Regions from separate parts of the Mus musculus genome. Here region 2 is linked to region 1. A link is a contact called in public HiChIP or PLAC-seq data. All regions are on one chromosome and are shown on one strand. The core of a region is the stretch at or near the end of the contact, and the rest is flanking DNA. Distances in the headings are between cores, read along the strand shown. Region 1 overlaps Gm14488 (a long non-coding RNA gene). Region 2 holds the start of Tor1b (torsin family 1, member B).

Evidence for each region. HiChIP or PLAC-seq counts read pairs in DNA pulled down with a chosen protein or histone mark.
Region 2: a contact with region 1 is called in a FOXA1 HiChIP or PLAC-seq map of pancreatic cancer cells. The contact joins the promoter of Tor1b here to the enhancer-like site in region 1. A contact is called at or near these places in 4 of 39 promoter capture datasets (the 3T3-L1 cell line, hippocampal neurons and stem cell-derived epiblast-like cells), 1 of 484 Hi-C or Micro-C datasets (muscle stem cells), 2 of 115 datasets of contacts at active chromatin or transcription factors (memory CD8 T cells and pancreatic cancer cells) and 1 of 9 other capture datasets (adipose tissue).

Annotation. Positions count from the first base shown.
Region 1 is chr2:30,710,722-30,717,033 of GRCm38.p6, reverse strand. Gm14488 (a long non-coding RNA gene) reads left to right here. Exons shown (of 4, transcript XR_866106.3): 3 at 2,633-2,666; 4 at 3,620-3,887. Among named protein-coding and RNA genes, the nearest start is that of Gm14488, 7.3 kb to the left of the region's middle. Within about 2 kb of position 4,788, at least 343 of the 459 cell types and tissues checked have an H3K27ac peak or open chromatin away from gene starts, as enhancers often do. A contact at or near this core is called in adipose tissue, hippocampal neurons, memory CD8 T cells and 2 more, where this site is marked.
Region 2 is chr2:30,950,835-30,957,128 of GRCm38.p6, reverse strand. It overlaps Tor1b (torsin family 1, member B), which reads right to left and starts at 4,128. Exons shown (of 5, transcript NM_133673.3): 1 at 3,906-4,128; 2 at 3,112-3,377; 3 at 1,176-1,351; 4 at 554-681; 5 at 1-317. The coding sequence starts at 4,104. The coding sequence ends at 76.

The DNA of each region.
Region 1 (6,312 bases), core at 3,539-6,038:
TCCTGGAACTCAGACCAGGCTGCTGCTTCCTTCAGCAACAGAACTGGCTTCCATGTTGAGTTCCCTGCCACAACGTGCCCCACTGATGGCCAGCTTCCCCTGGATGCCACCTTTTTGTCTCATCCCCCTGTGGCTCTGGGCTCCAGCCATTGGCCCCAGCTCTGATTAGGTAGGGCACATTCTGTTCCTTTCTGCGCTGGGTCTTTGCACTCTCCACTTGCTTGGCTTGGAGTCCTGTTTTCTGCCCCTCACCTCCTGGGGGTGGGGCGTCCCTGATCCCCACCCCCACTCCCAGCCCAGCAGAAATCACACAGCAGGAGCTGGTTATCTGCGGAGTATCCGGTGGCCAGCTAGCTTCCCCCCGTGGCCAGTGTGCAGCAGGAAAGCTGCCCGGCAGCCAAGCTTGCAGCTGCTCCTCTGGGTCTCAGCAGAATGCCCAGCATCATGGAGGACCACTGGGTGCTGGAGGGGATCTCTGGATCTCAGCAGGCCCCTGGGCTCTCTAGTCTTCATCAGCACTGCCTCCCGCACAGCCCCCTTTATAAAGGGACCTCATGTTTCCATTCTCCAGGACAAGGACACTACGCACAAAGGTTCTTTGACACAAAAGGCGAGTCACAGACCCAGATCAGAACCCAGGTGGTCCACCTCCCTCCTTCTAGCTACAGACCGAGGGGGCAATATCTTGCTGTGGGTCTTTGGGCAAATGTCTCAACCTCTCTAGTGGAAGCTTTGCTTTGTATAGGACTGGCCAGAAGGGTGGGTGATCATTTGAGATTCTTCCCAGTTAACATGGGGCTGGGGGTGCTGTGATTTGTGACCTTCAGACAGTTCCTCTGATGGCCTGACCTGCAGCTAGCACCTACCTCCAATCATTCTCCCAGGCTTCTCTATGAAGTGCACCCTGCTTCACTGCCAAGGAGACAAGGCAGGGAAGCCTGGTGGTTAGAACACCCAGCTTCAGGGTGGGCCAAGTGCAGATCCTGCCACCTCCTTAGCATAGCAGTGTGGCTTCAAAGGGTCGCTGTCCACCAGGCTCTTCATCTGTCACAACTCATTGAGCCCTGGGTGCTTCCTGGGTTGTGAGGACAACGCCAGCACTTGGCTGTCATGTCAGAATGGACACAAGGGCTTTGGTCCACCTGCCTGTGTTCTCAGCTTATCAGTCAAGTTAACCACGTGGTTGAAGAATGTCATCTCCACTCAGACGAGTTCCCCAAATCCAACTGAGAAGTTGGACCTGAGTACCTGGTCAGACCACCAAACTGTCCTGCCTTTCTGTCTCAGGTCTAGCCTGAGCAGCTATCACTCTGTCACAGGTCTAGCCTGAGCTGCTTTCACTTTGTCACAGGTCCCGCCTGTGTTGGTGTTAGCCTACCAAATCCAGGACTTGCCTTGGCTATCAGGTCCTGAGGTTCAGAGATACAAAGCTAAAGGTTTGGGGGGGCGCCGAGGCTAGTTATTCTGGGGTGAGGTGGGTAGGAATTGGAGCAGGGTTCTTGGTTTCCCATGCCATAAGATTTATATTTGTCACCTAAAGGTCCTCTCAACAGCACTGGGACACCACTCAGGTCCTCAGCAGGGCATGGAGACTTGTCTGAGCTCACAAGAAGGAGGGGAAATGCCAAGTTCTCTGTGGTTTTTAAACACATTTGTGTGTGTGCGCGCACACAGGTATGCACATGCAGGCAGAGGCCAGAGGTGTAGGGTCCCTTGGAGCTAGAGTTGTGGACAGTTGTCAGCTGCCTGATTTTGGTGCTGGGAACTGAACTCAGGTCCTCTGGAAGAGCAGCAACTGCGAACCACTGAGCCATCTCTCCTGCCCCTGCTCCCCTTGCGTTTGCTCTGAAACACCCTGCTTCCTGCCCAGGTAAACGCATGCACATCGTACTGAGACAGGGAATGGAACTGATAAAGAAAATTTCAAGATTTTCACAGGTCCATACCTAACACGCTCAAGGGATTCTTACTCCCCAAATCTTTCGTTTTCTTTTGTTTTCATTTTTTGAGTCAGAATCTCATGTAGCCCAGGCTAACTTTAAACTTGCTATGCAGCCAAGGATGACCTTGGATTCCTGGTCCTTCTGCCTCCATATCCTGAGAGCTGGAACTGCAGACCTAGGCCAGCCTGCCTGGTGTGATGTGGTGCCGTGGACAGAACCCAGGACTTTGTACGTGCTGGGCACACACTCTGCTCGTGGACCCACCATTCCTCGCTCCCAGACATGGTCATTAATGAGCATGGGGGCTCCTGGGTCACATCCCAGCAGCCTTCCCTCACACTGCCCTCATTCCCTTGTTTCCTGTCTCTGCTTGACTCTGGGTACACTGAGGGTAACTGGATCCTTGCTGCAGACCCTCCATGCATGGTTCAGGTCTAAGCGAGGGAGGGGTGATGCGGACCTTCCCACTCTTCTACAGTCTTGGTGTCTCCCAGCTCTACATGTGAAAGGATGTGCCCTGTTCTGAATCTGAGTGCTGGATTCCTGCTGATCCAAAGGAGAGGGAGGCCTTAGTACTCAAAGGAATGGGGCTTGGGGGGTGGGAGGTGGGGGTGGAGGGGTGGCTCGTCTGTAGGGGCTGGTTACACCTACATCTCTCATAAGCTCACTCACCTTTTTTGGCCATACAGGATTCCCACCATGACATTGCTGTGTTTTTACAAGGTAATTTTCAGTATTGTCCCATTTTACAGATGAAAAGGTTGAGACTCAAGACAGAGATTACCTTAGGGCTGTAACTTTAAGCTGCAGTTGGGGTCAGATGAGTGACTGAGTGTGGGTAAAGGTTGTTTACAGGAAGAATAGTTCCTGGATGGATGGAGCATGGGGCCAGGACAGTGATAATTGTGAGGTTGAGGGAGTAGAGGCCAGTCTCTGAACCAGAAAAGCCTCTATCAGGGTTTCTGCCCTCAGAGGAGATCCACCAGGGGACAAGGCTGGAGGCCATGGGAGGCCTGACTGACTTGAGAGCCAGTGTCTGGGGTCTGTGGTGTGCAGAATGGGCTGTGTGATGGAGGGGAAGTGAGTCTCCTTCTGTGCCATGTGGATGGAGTGTGTGTGTGTTGTGTTGTGTGTGTGTGTGGTATGTGTGTTGTGTGTGTGTGTGTGTGGTATGTGTGTGTGTATGTGTGTGTGGTATGTGTGAATTATGTGTTTGTGGGGTGATGCTAACTGTGATACACATGAAGGGAAGAGCTAAGGAGAGATGGAGTTGGAAGAGTTAACTGGAAAAGCAGGGTGAGGTTAGGAGTGTTCCAGAAGTGAAAACCACACCCGCACATGTGCAAAGGCCTGGAGGCTGGAGGAGTCCAGGCAAAGGAGCACGGAGGACTTGAAAGAGCTCCAGCAAGGCTGAGGCAGGGAGGGGAGGAGCAGAGGAGGGGAGACGGAGAGGAGGGGAGGTCAGGGGCAGCTGCCTACAAGGTCCACTAGCTTCCACAGTGTGGGCAGGGAGCCCCAGCCACTGCCCAGGTGAGGGGCTTTGCTGCTTCAGGGAAGGATGTTAGGCAGAGGTGAGGAACAGCAGCTGCCCCCCACCCCCACCCCACCCCACCCGCCTCTGAGAAGGACAGCCTAGTTTTAATCTAGTTTTCCCTCTGTATGTTGGGTCCCAACAGGACAAAGCCAAACAGCCCGAGAACCTGCCAACTGGAGGTTCTGGAACACTCTCTGCGTGGTCTTCCCGAGCAAGTCTTCTAGGTTGGAACCTCTGGCAGGAGCAGAGGCCATGACTTGAACCCAGACCTGTCATCGGTAGTGCTCCCAACTGCAGTCATCCCTTAACAGCTGGCCAGGTTCCAGGTCCCTTTCTCCTTCCAGCCTCTGTTTACCCAGCTTGCACAATCAGCTCATAAGTCTACAATTTTTTTCTTTTTTACTCTGAAATTAATGGCCTCTTCTTTAGTTATTATTGAAACCCACACAACCGGCTGACTTCTGACCTCCTGGGGTTGGATAAGCTATCTGCAGGCTCACCCTTGGAGAATCTCCCCTTTCTCAGCAGCCACTGGTTGTCTGTGGCTCCCTTGTCGGGGTGGGACCTCGTGAGACCCCGCCTCCTAGTGTGCTGGTCTGTCAGATGATGGCGTCATCATGAAGGTCTTGTTTAGGTGAGCATACTGTTGAGATTTCATGGGTTCAGCTTCCTTGTCATTCATTCATAGAAAACACAATCCCCCAGTAGAGGCCCTGCTCTCTGGCCCTTACAATCTCTCTGCTCTTCCTCAGTTTCCCCTGAGTGTTAGATTGTAGGAGTCGTGCTGTAGATGTATCAGTTGAGGCTAAGGCACTTATTCTCTAGATTTTGACTGTTTTGTTTGTTTTTGTTTTGAGACAGAGACTCACTGTGCAGCCCTGGCAGGCCTTGAACACACAACTATCCTCTTGCCCCCAGAGAGCTGGAATTAAAAATGCTCCCACCTCAACTAAATTTACACACGCACACACACCCTTTTTCTCTCTGCTTCTTTCTCTGTCTCTTTCCTTCTCCCTCTTTCTCTCTGTCTCTTGAACTCCCAGCAATTCTCCTGCCTCGGGAGTACTGGGTGGGGTCAGAGGCAGGAGACAAGGCACCTCACAAGGCTGTGCAGACTTGTGGAGCATCTGCTATGAAGCAAATCCGGGAGTCAGAGTCCCCCAGGGACAAAAAGGCCCTGCCCAAGGTCAGGCAGCCAGCGTCGCATCTGAACCTAGAACCGCAGGTGCGCGCTCTCCTCTAGCCGCCCCCCCTCGGGGGTGGCATCGTCCCAGCTGTGCGGCCTGGCGGCCCCGGCCCTGACGTCAGGCGCGGCCAGCGGAGCCTGGTTCTGCACAAACACGTCTCGGGCCAGGGCTCCGGGGGCGGCGATGACTCAGGGCCCGAGGCCGCCGGGCGGGAAGCGGAAAGTTTTGAGCCTCTGACATCAGCGGCCGCGCAGGAAGGCGGCTCCGGGAAGGCGGCCTGGCTCGCAGCCCGCCCTAGGGCGCGGGGGTGGAGGGGACCGGGACGCAGGTGTCCCCGGCCCGGCCTCGGCCGTGGAGCCGCTCCACCCGCCCGCGCCGCAGAGCGCTCCGGAGGCACCGCATCCATCCTGCTGCGTCCCTGCATTTTAATTACCGCCGCATTAATATTCATGAGCCGGGACTCGAGGGGGACCGCGGGCTGTCATCTCCTCGCCCGCCCGCGCACCCCCGCGCCCCTCTTCCTCGCTGAGTCGTGGGCTTCATCCCCCGCCACCCTCCCCCGCCCCCACCGCGCGCCAACAGTTGGCGCTCAGCGGAGCAAGGGTGTGAGTGTGCGCAGGAGTGTGAGCTGCCGTGCGGGGAGCTGCAGAGTGTGGGTGTGCCTGTGTGCTGCAGGCGAGTGTGCCTGGCTCTGTGTGGCCCGTGTGTGGTGTGCAGATGTGTCTGTGTGCACCAGCACCTGGACTGTGACCCTGTGTAGAGGTCAGAGTGCTGGGGCATTGTGTCTATACATAGGAGGTAGGGTGCTGGGGCAGTTGTCCATACCCAGGGGCCAAGTGCAATGGAGAATTTCTATAGGGAGACATGTCTGCGTGCATTGCTGATTATACAGTGAGAGCATAACTATGTGCACGCATGTGTGTGCTGTGGACTTGGTATCTGTGTTCATATGTGTGTGTCCTTATACATGGATTTGTGTGCTGTGGGCATGTGTCCATGTACACTGATATGTGTGCTGTTGGCATGTTTCTGTGTACATCAGTGTGCACCGTGGTAGTATGTCCATGTGCACAGTCTGAGTATGTGTTTCTGGGCCTTCCTGACATCTGCATGATCTTGCAGAAGAGCCAAAGCTGCCCAGGTCAGGAGAGCGTGAGTGTGCGCATGTGCAACTGTGTGCATGCGCAACTGTGCCCTTCCGGGAGACTGAGCCTTGTCCACAGTCACCTGGCAGATAGGTCTGTGACACAGTGTGGTCAGAGACCACAGTTGGCCAGCTCAACATCCTGGACAGGTCCTTACCATGAGCTGTCCTACCGGATCTGTGCAGTGTCTGCTGTGGTCTCATTTGCCGATGGAGAAACTGAGGCAGTCAGTCCAGGAAATGTCTGAACTCTGGCCCCTATCTTTAACAGTACCCCCACGGTGCCACCATGTTGTCACAAAATGGCCTCATCTTGCAGTCTGGGTGTAAGCTCCTTGAGTGGCAAGCACCTCAGTGGCTGTTTCCCTCCTGAGGAAGGCTTGCAGGCCAAAGCCTTGTCTAGGTGCCACTGCTCCCTTTCTTATTTCCCCAGCTTCTAAGCCTGACTGCCTGAAGCCAACTATTCAGCAGGCAGCACAAAGTGCCTAGGTCAGGCCAGGGGTC
Region 2 (6,294 bases), core at 2,879-5,378, 240 kb before region 1:
CAAAGTGCTCCATGACAAGGCCTGGAACGGGGTGGGAGGTTCCCCTGAATCTTCCCACTCCACTGGATGAAGAGCTCAGTGGAAATCCAGCCGGGACTGCACAGTCTTGCAGCCCTTGTCTGAGTAGATCTTCTCATCCTTGGGGAAGAAGGTCATTTCATCTGCCACACTGGTGACGACGTCCTCATCGACGGCAGCCCCTCGGGCCCTCATCTCTGCCCGCACACACATCTTCACGTGTTTGTACTCCAAGGGCAGGAAGGGGATAAAATAGTCGATGAGGTTTTTGTCTATTAGCCCACTGTGCCACAGGCCACCTGCAGAACAAGACAAGCGGGTCTCCTGTCACTGCCACCTAGCCATATCCCATCCTTCATGCCTTCACCCTTCCAGAGACTCTGTCAAGTGACATGTGCCCTCAAAATACCCTAAGAAATCTCCCTGTGGCAGCAAAGCCACAAACAAGGGTATCGCTGGCTTCGAAAAGACACACTGCTGAGAATCTACTCAATGCCAGCCGAGCACTGGGTTCCCCGCTCCATAGTGGACTCACTGTGCTTGTTGTTGAAGACGCCCACAGACAGCACAGGCTCCAGGTCCTTCAGCTGGATCTCCTCCCTTTTTCTTCCTGCCCGCCAGAAGTCCAGGGCCGTCTTAGTGATCAGGTCTCCTCCTGCATTGCTGAGTTGGCCAGGGATGGATGCAAAGACCATATCACATGTGAAAGACGCCTGTCTCCTTGCCGGAGTCACCCACCCAAGGCTTTATTCCTTCTCAAGGCTAGAACTGACCCCGGGGTCCTGTGCCTGGTAAACAGGTGCTATCATAGCACTATGTGACACTCCAGCTCCCAGGGGTGCTACATTTCTAGTCCTCCCAAAGCTTTAAGTCAGGACTATTTGCAGTGTGCTACCAGACAAGGACAAAAGGCTTGTCTGTCTGCAAGCAATGTAAATGCAGTGTTTAGAACTCAGAGTGGCTGGCAGGGGCACCCAGCGCCGGGCCAGAGGACCACTCTGGCTCATCCCCAACTCCCTTTCTATGCCAGAGTGACACTGGGAAGTGAGAAATGACAGGTGAGCCTATGGCTTTGTCAAGCTGGCACTTCTGTCCCGGATGGCCAGGAGAACCTCATCCTAGCACTTGGAGGTCCCCAAGAAGCCTTGTTGGCTGACCTGAGGAAGATGAAGATGGCTCTGCGGTAGGAAATCCCATCCACCTGCTCATAGTAGTCCAGGAAGGGCTTGATTGCATCAATGATCCCAGGATGCAACTTATCCATCTCGTCAAAGATGAAGACGGAGCTGCCACACGCACTCACATTGCCTCGGATCCACTTCTGGAGCTGGTCCTGGACCAACCTCAAAGAGAGAGGCAGCTCAGAGGATGTTCCAGAGGATGGAGTGGGGGTGCTGCCTGGGCCTCGGGAAGCTACCAACTGCATACTGCCCCCACAAAGCAGATGACACTTTCCCACAAGTGGAAAGGCACTAGCCATCAAAGCCTGGCCACTTGACTTGAATCCCTGGGACCCAAATGGCTAAAAGGAGAGAACTGACTTCCAAAAAACACCACTGATACAAACCACCACTGACACACCTCTGTGTACAGCCACTGATAGACCTCTGCATACAGCCACTGATACACCTCTGCATACAGCCACTGACACACCTCTGCGTACAGGCCCAAGCGAGGCGGAAGGAGAGAGTCCCTGAGTAGCTCTGTCAAGGTATTTCATCACAGCAACAGGAAAAGAAGCCGAGACAACAGGCACACAGAAATGACAACTGGATTCAGATCTGCACAATGCAGGGGGCCGAGGCTCTGAACTGACACAGTGAGTGAAGGTGCTGCCCTGGCTGGAATGAGAAACCCTGAGCTACCTCCCTAGCACCCTTGCTTTATTGAAACACCCAAGCAACAACTTCTCATCCCCTAAGTGGGAAAGGCCACAACTACAGACTTCCCACTGCAAATACTGTACTTCAAGAGATCTATAATAAAATCTGGAAAACATGAACATAACTTCATGGTGGCGACGGGTAGCTTGGTGGCACAGCACTTCCTCAGCACCTTCAAATAAACCCTTCCTTCTGGCACTCCTCCCTGGCTGACAACAGTTTCCTTTCCTCCTTCGATGGGGTTTCTGTTTGCTAGCTCCGTCCAGCAGGGGGTCAAACACCAATAAGCAAGATAGTCATTTACATCAGATTCAAGGGATGAAAAATGCAGAGATCTCACAAGGAAAACCAGGCTGGAGCTTTGCTTCCGACTCACACGGGCAGCAGACAGAGGTGGCAAGTTTTAGATGTGGCCATGCCCAAGCAAACTATCTAAGGCCGCCCTACCTAACACCCTGTGCCCTGCTGGGAATGGAAATCCCTTTATGAGTGCCTAAGGCAGAGGCCTGGAGACAGGAGGTGAGGAGTTCAGGTTGTGAGGGACAAGTCACCTTGCCTCTCTTGTCCACTTTCTCTGATTTCAGTCCCCTCCTCCCTCCCCCTATCCCAGGAATGATACCCCACCCCACCTCACCCCTACACTAGTTGGCTCCATCTTTAAATGATCATAGCATCCCCTACCTCACTGGATTATTTTGGAATAGCAATTTTAGAAACAAAGAAGATGGGACACACCTATAATCCCAGCACTTGGAAGTTGAAGGTAGGAGGATCAGAAGTTCAAAGCCAGCCTCTGCTATTTATAGTGAGTTTGAAGCCAACCTGGGCTACATTAGACCCTGTCTAAAACCACCCTCTCTCCCACATGCCATAAACTGGGCAAATTGATAGATGCCTGTTGATCTCAGCCCTCAGAAAGCTGGATCCCTAACACCAAAGCCAGCCTGGACTACACGATGAGGCACTGTCTCAGAAAGTATAAATAAAGAGAGGCTAGGCATTTAATCCCAGCCTTTGGAGGGCAGAGGTAGGTAGATCTCTGTGAGTTCCAGGCCTGCCAGACCTACACAGTAAAACTCAGTCAAATAAATAGCAGAAAGCAAAGCAGAGGCCAGATGGAGCACTTCAAGGCAGAGAAAGAAAAGCAGAGGCCAGAGCTACTGAGTAAAGTACCCCAGGCATATGATCAAAAATCGGTAGGTTTTCTTGCCTGGTACACCTTTATCTTCTGCTCATGAGGGAAGTGCAAAGTAGAGACGAACAGGTGGACAAAGTTACTCTTCAGGCCTTTTGGATAAAGGTTTTCAGCCACAATCTGGCTGATAAAATTCTTGCCCGTGCCAGCCCAGCCGTGCAAGGACAGAGTCAATGGTTTCTTGGAATTTTTGTTGTTCCTGAAGCCAGTCAATGCCTTGAGAATCACTTCGGTGGCAAGGTGCTGTCCAAACAGCTTCTCTTCCAAGTCCAGCTTGAGGGCTGCGGAGGCCCGCACCGGAACAAAGAGAAAAACACAGGTTAAAAAAGTACCTGAGTCAGAGGCACAGTTAGCGACTGATCCAGCAGGGCCAGAAGGGATGAAAAATGCAGAGATCTCACAGATCAGAGCCAGAATCATAAGGACCTACAGTCAGATCCTTAAGTGCCAGTTCTCCTTAACATCTAAATGTCAAACAAGCTACACAGATTCTTTCATCCAGGGAAGAACCATTTGGCGGCTGTGCTCCGGGCTAGCTTTCCCGCCACCCCTGATGGCTCGAAAAAAAAACAAACAAACAGCAAGAGCAACAGGCGGGCTTTCTGGATGGAGCTCCACGCCTGGCACCCCCTGGCGGGGCGCACCAGCTGGCCCCGTTGCGTTCAGTTCTCCAGGTGGTCATTGCAAGGCCTGCAAAGGTGTGGCGAGGTCCCGGCCGTGTGTGTCTCCCGCGGCGCCGCATCCAGCAGGAGCGGGAGCCAAGCTCCCAGTGCCCTCCCGCCCGCCCCGACCGGCCCGCGGGCACATACCCGACGTGTTGAGGGGCCGTTCCTCATGGCAGCACTCGGTGAAGCGGCAGTAGAAATCGGTATAGGACAGGTAGCCGGTGAGCGCCGACACGGCCCCGATGGCGATGCCCACGCTTACGGGCTCGAACGCCCCCGCCACGTGGGCGGCCAGCAGCGCCCACAGGGCCGTGGAGCCCCCAAACGCTCCGATTCGTCTCATCGCACGCAGGGAAGCACCGTGCGGCTGCGCTCCGAGCGCAGGATTCAGTCCCAGGGACTGAACTTCCGGTACGGCGCTGTCACTTCCGCTTAGCTAGAAAGCCGCCTTGTTGGAAAGGGGCGGGGAGATTATTGTCACCAACGTTGTGAGTGTCAGGAAACCCTCTAGAGACCATTAAAGGAATTTCATTCCTATCTTTTAGAGGTCCTGTTTGTTTGTTGGTTGGTTTGTTATACAAACACACACACACACACACACACACACACACAGGAGACGGAGAGAGGGAGAGAACGCAGAGATGGATCAGTTGTTAGGGGCACTGACTAGCTCTTCCTGAGGACCTGGGTTCACTTCCAAGCACCCACATTCCTGTTTTGTGACGGTCTCTAACCAGTTCCAGGGGTTCTGCCACTCTCTTTTGGCCTCTGTAAGCACTGCACACACACACACGGGACACAGACATACACGCAAGCAAAACAATCATACACACAACATAATAAAATTATTGGAAAATTATGCACACATAAAAATCAAAAGCCCAGATTGGGCTCCCAGCATCCACATCTGGTGGCTTATGATTGCCTGTACCTCCAGAACTTTTCCTCCGAGCTTTGTGGGCACCTCCACGTATACGGTGCTGTACAGAAGCTCAGGCGTGCACATACATATAAGATAATACATAAATAAATAAAATAATAATAATAATAATAGCAACAATAATGTGTGCTTGTTGTGAGAGAGACAGGGCTGAGCACTAGGGATGTAACGCACATAGGGACACCTGTGGGGGATTCACAAGGGAGACAGACATTTGTCTATGCGCATACCACACAGTGGGCCCCAGGTTGCCCGCTGGGAATTCATCCATGGAGTAGAGTTGGTCCTGCCTTTCAGGACACACAGGCTGTAGGGGAGGCAAGCAAGGGGACAAGGACTACTGAGTCATCAAAGTCCAGGTACTGTGGGGCAGGGAAAGCCTTTGCCTATGCTGAAGATTAGAGGTATTAATCAAAAACCGACGAAGTTGGTCATGCAGAAAACAAGCAGTGGTGTGGTTTATGTAAAGAGTAGAGTTTGTAAACAGCCCGTCTGAAATGTGTGATTACTCCTCCACACGCCTTCATTATATCAACTTGATATAGAATTTGAAGCCACAGGCTTTTTTCCTTTTTGTTTGTTTGTTTGTTTGGGTGTTTTGTTTTGTTTTGTTTTTGGGACAGGGTTTCTCTGCGGAGCCCTGGCTGTCCTTGAACTCACTCTGTAGACCAGGCTGGCCTCGAACTCAGAAATCCGCCTGCCTCTGCCTCCCAAGTGCTGGGATTAAAGGTGTGCGCCACCACCGCCTGGCTGCCACAGGCTTTTAATAGGGACAATACAGCCAACTTGAAGATCATTCCCCAAGGAAATAGATTGTCCATACATACTTGGTCCAGACTTTGCCAAACTTGGTTGAGTTCCTTTAGTAACTAATGTGCAATAAATAACTCGTGAACTCTGGCTGTGTGTCAGGCCCAACACTATATAAAGCACATATACCCATATACCAGGCTTACAGCAGGGAATAGGTCAGGTATGGCTCCTGACCTCACAACAGAGCCACTGACCACGACTGTCCTTATTTCTGGGGGGATAGGGCAAAAAGGTAAGGCCCCAGAGCCCCAGCAGGCTAATCTCAGTCTCCTGTCCCAGCATGCTAATTAAAGAGATGCTTATGAGTGAAAAGCAGATAAAAGAGTTTCTACTCAGGTGTCTCATTGGGAGTAGGAGCAGATGGTGGGGGCAGGTGACCCCCAAGTCCATCTTCTGGACACTGCCATGAGCTTCAGGTTTACATAGAGGAAGAATTGGGACAAGGGACAAGAGGCATGCATAGGTAAGCTGTCCTGGTCAAAGGGTGGTCTGGTTGATCATTATCTCAGGTCTAGGTTTGAATGATGGCTCACAGGAGTCCATACTGTTTGAAGGAACAAATCAGTTCTCAAAAGATTGATCCAGCCGTCCCTTCAGAGAAAACCACACTCACAGGATGACATGTTTGCTCGCCCATGCCTGGGGTTGGTGTAAGTTCCTTGCCATAATGTGACTGATTGATCAGCCCTGCTTCAGGAGTCCAAGCTGACTGCAGGGTTAGGATGATGGCTGGAGTCTATTTTATTTTATTTTATTTTTTTGTTTTTTCGAGACAGGGTT